4 separate regions of the Sus scrofa genome follow, and regions 2, 3 and 4 are each linked to region 1. The links are chromatin contacts, called in public Hi-C and HiChIP or PLAC-seq maps. All regions are on one chromosome and are shown on one strand. Each heading gives the region's core, a stretch centred on a gene start, on an enhancer-like site or on the middle of the called end of the contact. The rest is flanking DNA. Distances are from core to core; before and after follow the strand shown. Region 1 holds the start of AKNA (AT-hook-containing transcription factor). Region 2 holds the start of TNFSF15 (TNF superfamily member 15). Region 3 overlaps TNFSF8 (TNF superfamily member 8). Region 4 holds the start of TNFSF8 (TNF superfamily member 8).

Region 1 (3,181 bases), core at 344-2,843:
CGCAAATAAGTTTATGTGTGTCATGTTTTTTAGATTCCACATACAAGGGATATAGTAATTGTCTCATTTTTAAATGGGGGAATATACTAACCAAACTTGTGAGTTATTGGAAGGAGTATCTAAAATGTTTGCCCTGGCAAAGAGTAAGCCTCCGTGAATAGAAGCTACTACTATGATTATCATTTAATAAGTGTGTGGGAGTCACTGGCAACCCGGGAAATGGCAAAGAGCTTTCTGCCAAGAGGAAAGAGAACTGGCCTGCAACACAGCTGGATGCCAGACCTTGGGCAACTCACTTCCTGTCTCTGGGCCTATCATACCCCCTTCCCTCTGTGAAATAGGACTGGTCTAGGAAACTTTTTTTGGGGGGGGGTGCTTTTTTGGGGGTCACACACATAGACGTTCCCAGGCCGAGGGTCAAATCGGAGCTACAGCTGCCCACCTACACCACAGCCACAACAACACGGGATCCTTGACCCACTGTGCGATGCCCGGGATCAAACCTATGCCCCCATGGATACTAGTCGGGTTTGTTTCTGCTGAGCCACGATGGGAACTCCTGAGCAACCCTTTAAATTAGTGTTATTCATTTATTTCTTATATACCTAATGCTATGCTTATTTATTTACTCCCCTCAGCAACCCTGTGAAGTGAGTTAAAAATTCCATTTACATGCTAGCAGCCAGCAGCAGAAGTAGGGCGAGAGCCTAGGCCAGTTTGACACCTTACACTGCCACCCTTCACAGTGAGCTTTCTGTGAATAATGGATCATTTATGTCCCATTCTCACTGCAGGACCTTGGGCTAGTTCTCATCTCTTTCCAGGCCTGCGTTTCCCTGCTTATCTAATGATGATTTGGAGTAGAATGCGCTTGGGGAGGTGATGGTAATACCTACCTATCTCATAGGAGAGGACTGAGCATAGCAAGAGTATACCACAGTATCTGACACGTCGTTAAGTGCTCAAGAAAACTTTATTATAACTGTTATGAACCAGTCATTTCAGCTATCAAAGTTTGTGGTTTTGGAGTTCCTGTGATCTTTTCTGTGCCAACTCCTCTTGGAGTTCCCGACGTGGTGCAGCGGAAACAAATCCGACTAGGAACCATGAGGATGTGGGTTCGACCCCTGGTCTCGCTCAATGGGTTAAGGATCCGCGTTGCTGTGAGCTGAGGGGTTAGGTCACATACGGGGCTCAGAAACTGCGTTGCTGTGGCTGTGGCGCATGCAGGCAGCTGTAGCTCCGAATCAACCCCTAGCCTGGGAACTTCCATATGCTGCGGGTGCGGCCCTAAAAAGCAAAAGCAAACCAAAAAAAAATTGTGTTTTTTTTTCTCATTGTGGCTCTGTGCGATCCTGCACAAACGTCTTAACTCCAGGCCTCAGTCTCCCATCTGCAGTCGGGCGGGTTCCAGAAGGACACGCACTCTCCCAGATTTGAGATTTTCAGTCCCAGGGCCGCCTCCAAACCCCTGGGGGAGGGCCGTAGGCTGCCGCCTCTCTGTGATTGGTGGAACTTCCAGAGACCGCGCCTCCTAGGGCCGCGCCCAGGCCGTCACAGGCGGGCCTCCCGGATTATGCAAAATGTCGTCGCCCCGCCCCGCGCCCGGATTGGAGGCCTTTGTTTGCCGCTCAACTCCAGGAAACCACCCGCGCGCCGCGGCGGCCGGCAGGTGAGACTCGGGGAGGGGCTCGCGGTGGGTCTGGGGCGGGTCCTGGCCCCTCGCTGGGTCTCAGTTTCTCCGTCGGGGGAATGGGGAGGAGAGTGGACAGCGTGGATGAGCTCGGAACCACAGGGACCGAGCTGCTTTCGGTCTCTCCCACGTGGAAACCCCTGCGCACAGGAAGGAGACGGATCACGGCTCCGGGAATGAGAGGGAACCCTGGACTAGCTATCAGGGTCCGATTCCAAACCCCGCCGTCTTTGAGGCCACCCTCAAGCCTCAGTCTCCACCTCCGCGCAATGGGGGCGTAGACCTTTTTTCTCCCTCTCTCTCTTCCAGCTGTGGCTGGGCACAGGGAGGGGAGGGGTCCCCAGGGAATCCGGGGGTGGTCCTTGGCGGGGCCTCAGGCAGTGTTTGGGTTGGAGGTGTGGCCCGGGTAGCTGTGGTTACGGGAGAGGTGGGACTTCTCTGCCCTGGGATTTGTGTGATATTCGTTCACCCGGCAACAACCTGCGCAGCCTGACAACTCGGAGCCACACGTCCTCCCCGGACGCCTAACGCAAGTTTCTTTTCCTCTTTTTGGCAGGGGTAGGGAGGTAGGGCAGGGGCCAGCGCGAGGGTGGGCAGCTCCGGCAGTGGTAGGAACTGAACCGGACTGCAGGAATAAGGCCAGCCTCTCTCGATACACAGATGGCGATACTGAGGCTCAAAGCGAGGCTGAGACTTGCCCAAGGGCGCACGGCGGGGCGGGCACAGAGCTGGCTTCTCCCCAGTGTGAAGGGTCTGGCACTCGCAGAACCAGAGGCTTTTTGCTGCGCCACCTTGGACAAGACTCTTCCCTGCTCCTTCCCCTGGCTTCTTTTGGGGGAAACAAACAAACAAAAAAACAGGTTGGAGTGGGTCATTATCTGCGTTTCTAAAGCTTCTTCTAGGTAAGAAAGTTGGAAAGCAAAGTTACTGATAACGAATCCGGGCTATTTGGGAGCTGAGAAGAGAAGCTGAGAGAGGCCACAGTAAAAAGAGACATTGTTCCTGTCCTCTAGATGGGAAGGAGAAGAAAAGATTAAAACTGAAGCATGAAGGACTGAGGTTAGATACATATAGGGACTTCCAAAGAGACATTTCCAGGCACCTTCTTTGGAGTTGATAGATTTTATTTTTTGCATGTTGGTTTTGTTCTGTCAAGAAAGAGAATTTCTGCCTATCCATTTGAGGGGGCCTAAGTCTGGCTTACTTACCAAAAGGGGATGGACACCATGGTCTTTGGGGGACTATTTGGTTTATTCCCAAAGGCAGTCTCAGTTCTTCAGAAAGAAGGAGAAAGTGCCCACGTGAGACCTTTGCTTCCCAAAGTCCGGTGGTTTGCATTTGAAACATGTGATTGGGTTGTTTCTTGCAAGGGGGTTTCATCAGCTCCCATCAGCCTGTGGAGTCCACCAGAAACGCCAGGGTTTCCAGAGAGACTGGGAGTGGTCCCGGCACCACGGCTGTCATGCTGAGAGGGTATTTTGGAAACTA
Region 2 (3,376 bases), core at 431-2,930, 350 kb before region 1:
CTCAGACCCTGCGTTGCTTTGGTTGTGGCACAGACTGGCAGCAGTAGCTCCAATTAGACCCCTAGCCTGGGAACCTCCATATGCCACAGGTGTGGCCCTAAAAATCAAAACAACAACAACAAAAAAAATTGCTGAGCATGAGCGGCGCATCTCACCCCATCTTGGAGAGGGAGATGCAGGAAAGCGTTCTATATGATGTTAAAAAAATAGGGGAGCTAGGTGATAATGAAAGGAAAGGAATGATGGATGCTTTCCCAGTCAAAGGGTCAGCATGTATAAGAGTACAGGTAGTCCATAGTACATATGGGGGAGATGCAGCTTGGGAAAATAATAAGAGAAGAGCTGGACACTGAGGAGGGATGATGGTGGGCAGGTCATGAAAGGCTTTTCAAAGTAGTCTGAAGGGTTTAGGCTGTGACATAAGCAGAAGGAGCAACTGAATAGAGGCTAGTCAGATTGGTTTCCACCACATGCCACAGGACATCCTTAAGCTTTCCTCTTTGTGTAACCAATCTTTTTACAAGGTCCTCTGTTCTCCAATATCAAGTTCGCTAAGATTCAAGGTCTTGTTTCCATACCATGAAGCCTCTCCAACCCCTAGCTAGAAGGGATGACCTGCTCCTGGTAGAATGGGGGTGGGCATCCCTGTACATGCACTGCACAGCATACAGACAGTGAAGCCTAAGTTAGGAAGCTCTGGAAACAGCTTGCCCCAGTCCCAAGCCTGGCTTTACCTCTAGGCTTCATTGCCCTTATCTGTCGAGTGGGAATAACAACATTACTCGTCAAAAGGTTATCTCAGGATAAAATAATTTCATTGATACATTTAACGTGCTCAGAAGAGTGACTGGCGCAAAGTCAGTGTTTATTCAGTGTCAGCCTGTTACATGTTGTGGCCCCTGTACACACCCAGCGGTAGGCTAGTCAACTTTGGACTCATCGGAGAGTAGAAGTCAACGTCCTCCCCTCCTGAACCTCTGTGACCTCATACTCTTTCCTCAGAGAATTGGTCAACACAGGCTAGAAATATAACTTCCTTTCACAGACAACCATGTAGTAGAGACAAGAACCCCAGACCATGATTTAGAAGAACTAGATCCTCTTCCTAGCTCCTCTGTCTGAATCCCTGGCTGACCTAGGGCAAGTGCCTTCTCCTGGAACGTCGGTATTCCCCTCTGTGCAATGGGAAAAAGCTCCTAGGAGGCTCAAAAAGACAGAGGGCTTGGCGGCACTTTACAAAGTGGTGATGCAAACATGCTTTCCATCTCCCAGTCTGCAAGCCCCATCTCATACCTCCCCAACCTCGCTTTCACTTCCGGAAGAAGCACACTCCCCAGACTGGCACACTGGCAGCCTCCAGTGCAGGGAGCAGGTATATTTTCATTTGCCCCACCTACTGACTTGATGAATTCTTTTTCTCCTCCTCCAGGGACTTTCCTAACTTCCTTCTGTAAACGAAGGAAGGAGCACATGAGCACACTGTATATAAATATGCTTGGGAAAGCTTTCTTCTTCTCTTTTTTTTTTTTCCTTAAGCCAAACTTGGTTTCTGTTGTAGGCGGTGCATTCCCTAGCAGGGCGGGGCGCAGTGTATTGTAGAAGGGGAGGTGGGGAGGTCAGGGGGAGGAGCAAGCAGTGATTAATTCACCCACTCCGAGAGCTGGGCTTCTATTTAATGGGGGGGTCTCTTTGCCCAGGAGAATCAGAGGCAACTCCAGAGCCAGCCAGAGCATGGCAGAGGATCTGGGGCTGGGCTTTGGGGAGACAGCCAGCGTGGAAATGCTGCCCGAGCACGGCAGCTGCAGACCCAAGGCCAGAAGTAGGCTAGCATCTGGAAGTGGCAGCGCACGCTGGGCTCTGACCTGCTGCCTGGTGTCGCTCTCCATCCTGGCAGGACTCACCACCTACCTGCTCATTGGCCAGCTCCGGGCCCAAGGAGAAGCCTGTGTGTTTCAGGTAAGCAAGACTCCGTGGTGACCTGGAGGATCAGCAGCCCCGCTGCGGCCACTTGGCCACATTTCCAGCTCTAGACAGAGCTCCGTGATCCATCACATTCCTTGATTCCATATGCAGAGGAAATACAAAACGTGAGGGATGGAGAGGTCCAATTCGATTTTTTTTCTCGGTATTTCCAGGGGATAAATTGTACCTTTTTATGTTTATATAGGGACAACCTCAAGCCACATATTTTAGATAATTATTATTACTGATAATTTGGGAACATTCTTATTTTTTTAAAAAAATCTTTAAGTACAAAACTAGTATCTGATCCTTCAAAAAAAGGTAGAAAACACCCATAAGGAAGAGAAAATGTCATTACCCATTAACATTAGGGGGCATATAATTCCATATTTTTTAATAAAATAGATTGTTTTGTATCTTCTGATATGATTTTATTTATTTTAGTAAATTCACAGCAGCATGATGTTATATAGGTGGTTGTATTACATATTTGTATATGTGTGTGCTATAATTTATTGAATCAGCCCCCTTTCTTGGGTTTAGAAATATTCTTTTTCAGGGTTCCCATTGTGGCTCAGCAGTAACAAACCCGTGTGGTGTCCCTGAGGATTGGGTTCAATCTCTGGCTTTGCTCAGTGGGTTAAGGATCCAGCATTGCCATGAGCTGTGGTGTAGATCGCAGACGCATCTTGGATCTGGTGTTGCTGTGGCTATAGTTTAGGCCGGCATCTGCAGCTTCAATTCAACCCCTAGCCTGGGAACCTCCTTATGCTGCAGGTTGGGCCCTAAAAAGCAAAAAAGGAAAGAAAGAGAGAGAGAGAGAAGGAAGAAAGGAACGAGCCTTTCTCAAAACTCAAGAAAGACCCTCTTACCCAATTTCTATCTCGCTGGTCTTGCTGGGAGCAGGGAGTTGGGAAGCTTAGTCAAAAAAGAATATAGCGTCTAGGGAAAACAATGATGCAATGGTGGGAGGGTACTTACAGGTGACAGGGAAAACATAATTCTAGGCTAGGAACTTCAAAAACCTTAAAGCCTAAAGAATGTGTCATTGAACTAATGTCCTTTGCAAAATACTATCCTGCATAATCTGTGGTAACTGATTAACTGCAGTCCAAAGTATTAAATTTGGGAAAATAAGCTTTTCAATTGGTTTAATTGGAAACTTGTTTTCTAAGCAATGCTGGAGACTTCAAAGCACAGACACTGAGAGCAAGCCATAGTTAATGCGTCACTCTCACTGCCCAGCAGGGTCAGCAAACAGACCAAGATCAGACAGCAGCAGCCATGGCCATGTGCCATCACTCAGAAAATGTGGAAATGGACAGACAACAGGAAATGCTGCTTGGAGTCAGAGGAGAGCAGGAGGGCATGGGGGCTCAGGCTCTGACCCCTAGACTACTGTAGAGTTGTTCCT
Region 3 (3,287 bases), core at 516-3,015, 430 kb before region 1:
GACTTCAGGAAATGCAGATGCTTCAAAATAAGGGTGTTTTTTTTTTTTTTTCCATCCTTGGGTTTCTCAGAATTACAACTGAGGTCAACCCAGCAAACGTGTAAAGACCAAAGGGGAAAGGAAAAAAGAACCTACATGTGTGAGAGGCAAACACAGGCTTGTACTTCTACAGCCACCTGTTTACAGAAACTCACCTGACAGATGCCACCACAAGTGACCTGGTGTTGAAGGGGTCTCTGGCCATTGAATAGAATCTATTCTTGATGGGATGTGCTGGCCTCAGACAAGAGCATGAATCTTAACCTTTTGTTTAATCTAACCGAACCTGCAGAACCAATGGGAGGATAAAGCCAGGTGTTATTCCAGCACAGAAGGGAAAGGCAAGCCAAGCATGCATATTCATCTCACTGGAGCCATAGAACACACCCGACATCCACAGAGGAAAGTGAGAAAGATAGACTAGATGATCCAATTCAACAAACATTTACAGAACGCCTTCTGAGCCAGCAGTGGGGATATGTAAACAGTAGTCCCTGCCCTGAGGGGTCAGGGTCTAGTGGAGGAGGCAAAGAGGCAAACAGAGGGAGGGAGTAAAAGGTTTCCCAGAGGAGATGGCCACCAGGCTGTGCCTAAAACAACAAATAACGTGCCAGTGAAGATTCCAGGTGGAACAGAAAACCAACACGGTATGTTTGAGGGCACCCCAAGCCCCCAAACTACAGGATAGAGGTAAAAAAATCCACTCAGAGAGTTCCCGATGTGGCACAACAGGACGTCCTGGGAGCACTGGGATGCAGGTTCAATCCCCCGCCCAGGATTTGGCTTTGCCACAGCTGCAGCTTAGGTCAAAACTATTTGAATCTGATCCCTGGCTCGGGAACTCCACATGCCATGGGGAGGCCAAAAAAGGGAAGAAAAAAAAAAATGTAGGCATTATTGTCAAACAGCCTGGCTTTGAATCTCCACTCTAACGCTGAATAGATGTGTAAATGTGAATAAGACATCTAACTTCTTAAAGCCTCAGTTTCCTTATGTACAAGAGAGAACTCATTTTAGTCCCTTTCTCATGAGGTGATTGTGAAAATTAAGTAAAATAATGCATGTAACATGCTTAGCAGACTACCAAGAAAATAGCCATCAGTTAATATGTATCAGCTATTATTTTATGATTATTACTAGTACTACCAGAACTACTACTACTACTACTACCATTGGGACAGAGAGGACAAGGGAATGAGAGGGGAGGGGGAGGGATGAGACTGCAAAATTCAGCAGGAGTTAGAACACAAGGGAACTTGAATGTCATGTGGAAGAGCTTAGCCCTGATCCTGCAGCACAGTAGTATCAGAAAGGGGTTCCAAGCAGAGCAGAGAGGCAGCCAGATGCACCTCTCTCTGATTCCTTCCGACTGGATGTGCCACACCCCGAAAAGAGAAGGCTGGGCCGGGGGACTCCCTCCCAGTAGGCACAGCACATTTAAGAATGTGCAGCCCTCACTGTTGTGACTGTACACACCTAGGAGTGTGGGCTACAGGCCAAAACAGGCAGAACAAGAACGCTAGTTGGAGGTGAGTGAGAGTTGGGATCAAAACAAGGCAGCTGGCCTACCAGCCCTCCTCCTCCAAGAGACGCTTAGACCAGAGCCTCTTTATGCCCTGAGGGCAGATAAGGATGAAAACCACCCCCTGCTTCTGCTGGGGGTGCCTCTAGCAGTGAGCCTGTTCAGACAGCAGAGGGAACTCTTCACTTAATTTTCAACCACTCCAAGTCCCCTATCCTGCTGTAGGAAAGCCAGGAGGGATTTTTCTCAGGCCTGGACAGAGAAGGCAACCAGGAAGATTGTGAGTCCAACAGATACTACTGGAAGATCCAGTGAACAAGCACACTAAGATGTGGCCGTTTCAACTGAATGGATCTATGACTGCCTAGTCTCTGATGAATGGAATGAATGCTCACTTTTTGTGACACCATCAAAAAGAAGCCACTGTCAGGTCTTAGATCTCCCAGTTTTACAGACAGGGAAACCAAGGCCCAAAGAGGAGAAAAAAAATCACCAGAATAAGCCAAATTCATGAGTCATTGCAGGAAATGTATAACTTGGTCCTTTGCAGACAAAATAGTTATTATAATAAGAAACTAAGCTGCCATCACCAGGGAATATATTACAAATATTTCTATTTCTTAAATGCCACCACGACATAAACATTGTCTTTTTTCCCTGCCCAGGAAGCTCCAGATAGCAGGCTCCCTGCTTAGATCTTTTTAATCCCATATCCTCTTAAAGTTGAGCTCTGGGATGGGTTTATCTCCCCTGACTGGCAAAATGAATGGCCTTGAGAAAAAAACCTGGTCTCTGGAATCAGACAGACATGGGGATGAATCTCAGGATTTCTACCAATGTGCACGACCTTTTATCACTGACCATGTCTGGGAACCAAGATTAGCCTTTGCAGAGTTTTTTTGAGAATTAATTAGCTGAAATACAAAAAAGTACACAAACGAGTATCTGGTGCACTTGAAGGATGACGATAATTACCATCAGTATTAGTGTTCTAACTACCACAGCCTGGCTTAGTAACATAAGACAATGTACTTAATCTGTCTGGTCCCCAGGCTTTTTGTCCATCTCTCAAAGGGATTTAACAATACCTCTCTCATGGAGTTGTTGCAAAGATCAAGTGAGCCGAAATATATGAAGTGACAAGAATCACACCTGAATAATATAGGAAGTCAGGCCACAACTGTTTCCTTCTAGCAACTTCCAGTCTTTGGTAAAAGCCTAAATAGAAGCAATCAATTAAATATATATGTGGTACTTTATGGGAAAATGAGAAATAAACAAAGTTTCCGTTTGCTGTCTCCAGCTCCCAGAGCAGAGAAAGACATTTAATATATGATTTTCTTTCTAGGGAACTGCTCAGAGGACATTTATGTATCCTGGAAAGGGCTCCGTTCAAGAAGTCATGGGCCTACCTCCAAGGTCAGTAACTAAATCCAGGAACCCCAACCGTGTGAGGGACATGTCCTGTGGCCTTTCTGAAATGTCTAAGCCAGAGGTACAAGTAGAATCCCACAGCCAAATGTGACATGCAGATGTGTTTTGTTTGGCCTGTATGGTAATTTTTATACTTTGAGTATAAGTGCCTTAAAGGGAAAAGAGAGATGTTACTCTAAAGCTACAAATTCCTGCTTCCTCAGCCTCATTCACTCCTGTAAGCGTGCCTCCCTGGCCTCTGCAGGCATCGGTGCCCGGCCCCCCACTGCTCTTCATGCATCTGTCCACAGGC
Region 4 (3,277 bases), core at 66-2,565, 450 kb before region 1:
TAGACAAGGACCCAAGACCAACGAGGGGGTAGGGCTGAGACAGGCCCTCAGGTTTTCATCCTTCCAGTGCAAAGACATGTTGAATGATTTAGTGTGCGTTCAGAGGCCAGCCAGGGATGGCTTGTGCACCCAAGGCATTTCATTGATCAACATCTGCAACTTTGACAGAGACTCTGTTTATCCTCTCTGATCCTCAATTTTCCCATCTGGAAAAAAGAAATATCTGCCTCGGAGGGCAGAGGTGAGACAACTTCTAAATCTCCTAGCACTGTGCTGGAAACAGAGGATGATCGTTCAACTGTAGTAGTCTCTCTCTCACACTCACACACACACATCACAAACACGCACCTCCTGTCATGAAGGCAAACCACACATGCACAGCATACACGTGCCACACACCCACCACCTACAGGCACAGCACATGCACACACCACAGAGGAACCCCCCACACACATTCTGCACCATTACCACTTCCCCACCCCCACCCTCACTGCCAATTCCTTCCCCTTTTTCTGAGGTTTACAGCAAGTCCAAGTTTATCTGCAAATTTAACAGACTGCAATACACTCTGCAGGAACTTCTGTACAAAAGATCAGTGTTTCTGAAAAGGGTCTTCAAAAGATCAGTGATACTCAGAAAGTATCTCTGAATCTGTTCCCGAATTTCATACCGCCATAAGCTTGTTACCCTTTGGATAAATCTCCAGATTTGTGGGCTCTTCCTTCCCAGATATCTAGTAGTATTTCCAGTTTTTAGCAGGAGCCAATATCATCAATTCTTCTGGTCACTCTACTGCAGCCCAAGGAAGCTAGTCTCCCCAAGGCCCAGCAAAGAGACATTTTCTGATGAGCACCTCTGAGCTGCTGCAGCCCTTGCTAATGTGCAATTTCTCAGTCAGGAAGGCGTTTTGTGTCTGAGACTGACTCAAACAGAAGTTGCTTTGCGCGCGCACACACACACACACACACACACACACACACACACACACACAGAGACACACACACACCCCAGGGTAGGGAAACCGTCATTTTCCTATTCACCCTGTGACATCAGCCACCTTCTCTGTAGCTACAGTTTCTCTTCACTCAAATTAATCCCTGGCGATGAAAAATGAGCCTCTCCCCCACCCCTGCTGCCACCCTTCACCTCACGCCCCCAGAGAAGAGTTTCTTCTTCGTGTGGCGGCCGGTGAAGGTTTTTTTCCAAGTCACATGATCCAGGATGCAGGGGGAGAATCCTTCTTGGAACAGAGATGGGCCCAGACCGACTCAGATGAGGAGAGATAAGGTGTGATGTGGGGAAGGCTATATAAGAATGGACCCAGGGCTCCAGCAAGCATTCAACCCACTGGCCCCTTCTCAAGACACAGCCATGCATGTGCCCGCAGGCTCCGTCACCAGCCACCTGGGAACCTCCAGCCGCGGTTACTTCTATTTCACCACGGCCTCGCTGGCTCTGTGTCTCGTCTTTGCCGTGGTGACCATTATGGTGCTGGTAGTTCAGAAGACGGTAAGTGGACTTCTCTTCTTTGCCTTTCCTTTCTGATTTATGTTCCGTTTTCTCCACAGAGACTTGGGGATAAGCTTAAAAAAAAAAAAAAAAAAAAAAAGCCTGCATCATGTAGAGAAAGGGAGCAGAGAAATGGGAACTTAACCCTTCCAAGTAACATGGCTTTCTGAGAGAAAACTCTGTCAAGCCCTCTTCTCCAACTTTCCAGGCTCACGTGAGCCAAGAGAAGGGAGAGGAGCTATCAGCCTAGAGCAATTAAGATATTTAAAGGTTGCTGATCCAGAGACTGGTATCAAGGAAGGAAGCAATAAGGAGACGTGATAACACACTGGTATCACGTCTTAGGTGTTTTCAGACCAGATTCCAAGGTTCTGTATTCTCAGTCCAAATGTCCCTGAGATTTTGGAGGCTTCATCCAGGGCTAAGAGGTGTTTAAACCAGGAGCTAAGTTTCAGAGGCCAAAACCTGTAAGGGAAGGAAGCAAGAGAGAAAACCAGGGCTCCTCAGAGTTTGGGCATTTCAGCGTTAAAGCTCACAAGACAAATTGAAAACTTCCTTCCAAGCCACTGCTTTGAAGAGCTTAGAGTGTCACAAAAACATAGAGCACAGAGGCAGAACACAAATATTTTTCACACCTGTTCCCTCTGAGACTGCTCAGAATTCTAAAACTACAAGCAATTATGGGTACAACACTGTGGAGTCAAACTGCCTCAGGAAATTTACCCTTTTTTCTTTTTAAAGTAAATGGTAAGATCTGTTGTGAAAACAGACAGATGAAGAAGGAAGCTTCTTCATATTTTAGGAAACTGGTCTTTATAGAGAATCCACCAGCATGTATTTTAAAGAAAATACGGCAGTGATAGTATATATTGAATTTTTAAATTTTGACAGTTTAAAAACTGTACCCCCACCCTGCTACAGTAAGTACATGTCTATCTATTCCTTCAAAGCTCCCATTTTTCATGGTATTACAATCCTGCAGAATTTGTTCTGGTTTCCTTCAGCTGCCTTGGGTTGAATGCTCTTTAACTCATTGATTGCTAAAAAGAATGAAGCTTAAAAGGCTTTGGTATCTGTTTCTCAATCGTCATCAAGCTTTGAAATTTAAATGAAGAACTGAGGCTGCATTAAAGTGAAAGAAAACAGAATTGACAGCATTTGATTTAGATTGTAGGATTTATAATATTCATCATTTAATGCTCTCATCTACATCTACTGGTAATAACACTCTTGAAAATATTCTAGGACCCTTTTTTTCTGTACAGGGTCTATCATTTCTGTAATTCTAATTGTAAGTAAACCAGGAGTGTATTATTTTATAGCAACAGCCGAAGAAAAGAAATCAAAGTGTTCTTTGCAAATTTCTTTAAAGTTTGCAGCTAGAACTGCTATGAGAAAGAAAGGAAGAGAGAAAGAGAGAGAGAGCTGATGGGGATACAGGGTGTGGTGGTAACATGTAAAGCTAGAGAGAACCCCGAAATGGTCCTTATTCAAATCTTAACTTTGGGTTGAATTGAGTCTTTCCATGAAGGAATTGGAGTGGATCTTTCTGCCCCATTTTTGAAAATGTGGAAAATGAGGAACAGAAAGGGGACAGACAAAGGCTTGACCTTAAATTGTCCTGAGAAAGTGGTGCAGTCAAGACTGTCTGACTCTTTATGACCGTCCCCTTTGACAATGTAGATGGCCCCAGAATCACTAAGAAACTTGGTTCCTGCTCTTCTTTTGAGAGTCTTATCTTCTTGGCATCTGCCTTCCTTGACCTACC

The links. Hi-C and Micro-C count contacts between places; a contact is called where the count stands out from the background. HiChIP or PLAC-seq counts read pairs in DNA pulled down with a chosen protein or histone mark.
Region 2: a contact with region 1 is called in an H3K27ac HiChIP or PLAC-seq map of alveolar macrophages. The contact joins the promoter of TNFSF15 here to the promoter of AKNA in region 1.
Region 3: a contact with region 1 is called in a Hi-C map of alveolar macrophages, with 4 times the contacts expected there. The contact joins the enhancer-like site here to the promoter of AKNA in region 1. A contact is called at or near these places in 2 of 5 promoter capture datasets (fetal skeletal muscle and liver), 16 of 47 Hi-C or Micro-C datasets (alveolar macrophages, brain, embryonic fibroblasts and 8 more) and 2 of 2 datasets of contacts at active chromatin or transcription factors (alveolar macrophages and skeletal muscle).
Region 4: an H3K27ac HiChIP or PLAC-seq map of alveolar macrophages shows a contact between it and region 1. The contact joins the promoter of TNFSF8 here to the promoter of AKNA in region 1. A contact is called at or near these places in 2 of 5 promoter capture datasets (fetal skeletal muscle and liver), 7 of 47 Hi-C or Micro-C datasets (embryonic fibroblasts, fetal skeletal muscle, liver and 2 more) and 2 of 2 datasets of contacts at active chromatin or transcription factors (alveolar macrophages and skeletal muscle).

The regions. Positions count from the first base shown.
Region 1 is chr1:255,002,865-255,006,045 of Sscrofa11.1, reverse strand. AKNA (AT-hook-containing transcription factor) reads left to right here and starts at 1,593. Exons shown (of 22, transcript XM_003480581.4): 1 at 1,593-1,672.
Region 2 is chr1:255,347,812-255,351,187 of Sscrofa11.1, reverse strand. TNFSF15 (TNF superfamily member 15) reads left to right here and starts at 1,680. Exons shown (of 4, transcript NM_001244555.1): 1 at 1,680-1,956. The coding sequence starts at 1,732.
Region 3 is chr1:255,437,774-255,441,060 of Sscrofa11.1, reverse strand. It overlaps TNFSF8 (TNF superfamily member 8), which reads left to right. Exons shown (of 5, transcript NM_001025219.1): 3 at 2,910-2,926; 4 at 2,929-2,980. Among named protein-coding and RNA genes, the nearest start is that of TNFSF8, 20 kb to the left of the region's middle. Within about 2 kb of position 1,765, at least 16 of the 83 cell types and tissues checked have an H3K27ac peak or open chromatin away from gene starts, as enhancers often do. A contact at or near this core is called in alveolar macrophages, omental adipose tissue, retroperitoneal adipose tissue and 1 more, where this site is marked.
Region 4 is chr1:255,457,058-255,460,334 of Sscrofa11.1, reverse strand. It overlaps TNFSF8 (TNF superfamily member 8), which reads left to right and starts at 1,315. Exons shown (of 5, transcript NM_001025219.1): 1 at 1,315-1,509. The coding sequence starts at 1,315.